Regions from separate parts of the Zea mays genome. Here region 1 is linked to region 2. Evidence: chromatin contacts called from public Hi-C data. All regions are on one chromosome and are shown on one strand. Each heading gives the region's core, a stretch centred on a gene start, on an enhancer-like site or on the middle of the called end of the contact. The rest is flanking DNA. Distances are from core to core; before and after follow the strand shown.

Region 1 (2,700 bases), core at 19-2,518, 130 kb after region 2:
ACCAATTGTGTGGTGGTCCTTGCGGGAACTTTGTGTTCCGTTTGATTGAGAAGAGAAGCTCACTCGGTCTAAGTGACCGTTTGAGAGAGGGAAAGGGTTGAAAGAGACCCGGTCTTCGTGACCACCTCAACGGGGAGTATAAACTAAATACAATCATAAATCACAAGCACGTGAAGATACAAGATCTATTCGAGTTCAGTCATACCATAAAGTTATGCCTATGTCCCTATTGCTGAGGCGACCACAAAGTTATTTAAAGTCTCTTTCAACTTCCCACTTTTCCGAGCAACCATAAAGTTCAAACCAAAATTTCCATTAGAACAATAGGGAAAATACAAATATCCCGACTCCCCTCACAAGTAGGGATGAAAACGGACAGAAACGGACGAAAAAACCCCTCTCCCGTTTTCGTATCCGCATTTTATCATCGGAAATGGGATTAGGTCCGGAATAGTCGAGAACGGAAACGGGAGCGAGATAAACGGAATTACGAAAACGAACGGAAACATAAATACTAACGGAAACTCATAATTTAATACAAATAGAAATGTTATTGATGTTTGACTAGTGATTGATTGGCAGAACAATAACATAAAACAAATAGATATAGAGAGGCAACATTCTATTGTTGTTTGGTTGCTAAATGTGTACATTTAGCTACATCCGATGTTGTTTAAGACTTTAGATCACTTGTCATTTGAAAAGAGCCGGTGGTTACAATGTCCAATCGTGCTATAATTTGTCACCTAAATACACGAGGATTTAGTTTATATACTAATGCATATTAGGCTCGTCTCAAATTTGTCAAATACGGGTTCAATCCGAAAAAACGGGATCTCGCAAAAACGGACGAAATAAGCCATCTTTCGTTTCCGTCCCGTTTCCATATTTTTCCGTAAATACGGAAACGGCCGGGTCAAATATAGAAAACGGTACGGATCAGGACGGAATTTTTTACGTCCGTTTTCAACCCTACTCACAAGAAGACTTGAGGGCACCATCCAACAACATCTAGCCCGTTATGTTTCATAATAACCCAAAAGTAATAGAATGAAAACCAAATCAACGACATGTGCCATAAGTGCTTAAAGATTGAATCTTACTTTCGGAGTTGAAATTTACGAGGAGATCACTTTAATCTCTATGAATAATAATTTAGAGTGTGAAATTTAGATGCACGAAAGAAAGAAAAAAACTCACCCCGCGGGGAGGTCTCACAATCCCCTTGTCAAAATCATCCCGTCCGCCCGTTTCCCACGCACGAATCCCAGAGCGTACCACATCCGTCCAGAAGCCGCAGCAGCGAGCAGGTCAGGTCGGCAGAGAGCTCGACCTCTCGCTGACGGCGACGTTCGGGGCCGGCGGAGGACAGGAACAGGACGATGGCCGAGGGAAAGAGATGGCGGTTCGCGATGGTCTGCTCCTCGAACATGAACCGGAGCATGGAGGCGCACTCGCAGCTGGGCCGCGCGGGGCTCGACGTCGAGTCCTACGGCACGGGCACCCACGTCAAGCTCCCCGGCCCCTCCCTCCACGAGCCCAACGTCTACGACTTCGGCACCCCCTACGGCGCCATCTACGACGACCTCCGCCGCAAGGACCCCGAACTGTCAGTACGAACACCTACTGTCATCTTCCCTCTCCCCACCTAAGCTACCTCCTATTGCCTCCTGATGCTCCCTTTTTTCCCAACCCCACCTTTGTTGATTTGGGGGAGAAGATGTACTCCAGTGTTTAGGGTTGTGGATGGAGTTCTGGCGAAATTTAGCGTGCATTTGATGGAAACAGATAACAACCATTATAGTCTTCTGCAATTTGGGATCGTTGCTCGCAATATCTCTGTCTCCTGGCGAAAAATTATTTGCACACTTGCCGAACTGGGTCTGCAGGGATGCTTGTGGCGTTGCTTTCCCGTTTCTTTGTGTGCTCACATTGCCTTGTCGGGCACCCTGCACGATAACTTGAAACGCTCTGCTCTCAGTGGATTTCTGTGGCGAACCATCCAGGTACAAGAGGAATGGGTTGCTGCCTATGCTGAAGAGGAACACCTCGGTGAAGCTGGCGCCTCAGCGGTGGCAGGACAATGCCGGCGACGGGGTGTTTGATATGATAATGACCTTTGAGGAGAGGGTCTTTGACTTGGTTGTTGAAGGTAATTCATTCACCATTGGACTGGAGCTTGATTTTTGTTTAGGAGAATTATAAAGCAATTACAATTTAACTATGTGTTGTAGGATTGCATAGTTCTGTAGACATTCATCCTGATCAGCTGAGCTTGCTGCTGTAGCGCTGCAGTTTGCAGCTGCAAAACTCCAGCTAACCTGGACCAATAGCAGAGAGGAACCATAAGTGGCACAGCAGCAACCTGCCGGAATTAGCACTTCTGATCAGGGCCGTTAACTACTGGAAGCTAACATTTGTTTTTGTGTCCAGATATGAATAACCGCGAGCCGAGGTTGATGAAGTGTGTGCTGATAATAAATATGGATGTCAAAGATAACCATGAAGAAGCTGGTGTTGGGGCAAAGCTTGCTGTAGAGTTGTGCCAGAAGGTAAAAGTAACATACCATATCTAGTGCATAAGCTTTACTGGGTATTAATTTGTTAGGATTTGTTGTTAATGGTGCCAATGGTAAGTAATCAGTAGGCTGAGGACCATGTGTGCCCTTAGGTTGGCAGCAAAATTAATTGTTATTTCAA
Region 2 (2,700 bases), core at 9-2,508:
AATTCAAAGGGTAGAAGGGGGTACTATTAACTTATCTCTCATGTTATTTTACATGGTCCTATGAAAGTCAAAACTTCTCACCCTACAACCACCAATAGACGTGATGTAAAATATAATGATATAGGTTGTCTACTTATCTCTTAGCAAAGTGCCCGTACATTGCTATGATTTTCAATTATATTTGAATATAAAATATGTGTGCTCTGATGGCTAGATGAATGTGAATATGAGTTTAAAGTTAACAACCATGGTTTAAGTCTCCAATTTATGCATAATTCTTATTATTTTTACTATTTAAATATGAGGGACGGGGCAATGGAAACCGTGTAACTAGAAAAAACGGTGATTTAATACAATAGAGACCACACAATATATACTAAACACCCATTTTACCTAACAACAAATGTGCTTTCCCCTATTTTAGCTAAAATCTAAGAGGACTAAGTTGAATGTGAACCAAATTACTCTTGATTTTTCATCTTTTTTACATTCACGTCACATATTTACCTAAGGGCTGTTTGTTTGAGATTATAATATGTCTAGATTATATAATCCAACAAATTTTGAATAAATGTTAGTTTAAAATTTGTTGGATTATATTATGATATTATCTGGTCAGATTATAATTTTAAACAAACACCCTTTAACTCTATATATTAATGTAATGAAAACATGACGTATCTAGCGGACATCTAATATTCCTATTGTACCCAAATTGAAAAATCTCAAAAAATAGATTTCTTATATGTTATAAAATAGATTTTAATATCCGATGCACCTGGCACAATATGTATTCCACTCTAAATCTTAGTAAAAAAATATAATTATCTATATTCGAAATCTAAGTATCCGTATTCGAAATTTGTAATATGTTCGTATTTTTTTCATCTAGTTTCATCTTCAGTAAAATACATCTGGTCCTTAAACTTGTTGCTCTGCGTTATTCTGTTCCACAAACTTTTAAAATTGTGTCGGTACGTTTCTTAATCTCTAGGATCTCAGTTAAGTCCAAACGGCTCGTGGTTAATATATGAACCCCACATATCAACATGTGCATCGGTGAAAGAGAACCGAAAAAATGAGAGAAAGGAGATACAGATGCTCATACGGGTCTATATGTTAATCACGACCTGTTTAGATCTAACTAAGACCAAACAACGATTAATAACTGAACTAACACATTTTAAAAGTTTGGATCTAACAAGTTTAATAACTCAAAATGTATTATACTCTTTCATCCTTTCTATTTTTCCACACACACAGATGCCCCTCCCCGGTGGCAGGGTAAAACAGTACTTGTCCCGCCCCACGTCGCAGCGCCGTGTCCCTCTCGCCTTCTTCCCCACCCCACCCTACCCTGGCACCCACGCGCTCTTCAGATCAGATCGGCAAGGCCAATCCCGAGCAGTGGTGCGAAACCTCGAGCGCTCGCGCCGGTGACCATAACAAAGAGGAAGCCGCGGTAGCACTGGTAGCGGCAGCAGTAAGGGGGAGATGTCGTCGGCGTTCAGCGGCGATGAGACCGCCCCTTTCTTCGGCTTCCTTGGCGCCTCCGCTGCGCTCGTCTTCTCATGTACGTGCGCCGCCTCCTCGTCCTCACGTGTTATACTTTCGGTTGCATTGTTTCTTTCCGAATTTGAGTGGGGAAAAGGTTGGAGCCGATCCCGTCCTTTGCTCCGTAGTCCGATCTGCCACGATTCAGAGATTGGCGGTGCGATACTTGACGCGCGCCAGACCATTGTGTTATTTGATATGTTTTGAGAAATAAATGGAACATCAATTGAGAGAATTTGGGTTGGATCCATGTGGCTGGGACGTGTGAGGGCGAAATTTTTGGTGGTGAATGACATGATCTCCCTCTGTGTATGTGTGTGGCTCGCAGGCATGGGGGCGGCGTACGGGACAGCCAAGAGTGGCGTCGGCGTGGCGTCCATGGGTGTCATGCGCCCAGAGCTCGTCATGAAGTCCATCGTGCCCGTGGTCATGGCTGGTGTGCTCGGTATCTACGGCCTCATCATCGCCGTCATCATCAGCACTGGGATCAACCCCAAGGCCAAGCCATACTACCTCTTTGACGGCTATGCCCACCTGTCGTCTGGCCTTGCCTGTGGTCTTGCTGGGCTTGCTGCAGGCATGGCCATTGGCATCGTTGGTGATGCTGGTGTCAGGTGAAGACAATTGCTTTATCATATTGTGATATGCTTTGATGGTTTGGCTGATAATATGTTGGTAAATGCAGTAGTAATGGCAGGCACTTCTAAACCTCCATGTTGTCAATACGTGTTTGTAGACGAGTTTCTCTTCTATTGAAATACTTGATTTTTTAAAAAGGTCAAGTGAATATTACATTTACATCTGAAATGTTGTCTGGGGCTCTGGATTAAATAGGAGTTATTTCATATGCCTCAAATCTCACTTGACCTTTTGCATATTTATACCTTGACCACTTTCTAGTTAAGAATTTTGATAATGGTAAAATTGGACATGACTTTTAAAGGCAAACACCATATTTTATCGCACCATTGACATAAACCAAGCTTATTTGAGGTGTTTATACTTTATAGCTAGTTCGTTGATAAGCTGAAGTTGAACCTATGCTAGCTTGTCTATGCTGTTCATAGTGGTCCACTATTAATGTCATGACTACCATAGCAATCAAATCAGGAAGCTATCCTGTTTCTTATTGGTAACCATTGTTTC

What was found. Hi-C and Micro-C count contacts between places; a contact is called where the count stands out from the background.
Region 1: a contact with region 2 is called in a Hi-C map of leaf, with 4 times the contacts expected there. The contact joins the promoter of LOC100273452 here to the promoter of LOC100282032 in region 2. A contact is called at or near these places in 3 of 25 Hi-C or Micro-C datasets (ear, leaf and tassel).

The regions. Positions count from the first base shown.
Region 1 is chr3:143,242,945-143,245,644 of Zm-B73-REFERENCE-NAM-5.0, forward strand. LOC100273452 reads left to right here and starts at 1,269. Exons shown (of 4, transcript NM_001147889.1): 1 at 1,269-1,609; 2 at 2,007-2,152; 3 at 2,434-2,552. The coding sequence starts at 1,383.
Region 2 is chr3:143,114,325-143,117,024 of Zm-B73-REFERENCE-NAM-5.0, forward strand. It overlaps LOC100282032 (vacuolar ATP synthase 16 kDa proteolipid subunit), which reads left to right and starts at 1,259. Exons shown (of 3, transcript NM_001317913.1): 1 at 1,259-1,573; 2 at 1,883-2,168. The coding sequence starts at 1,495.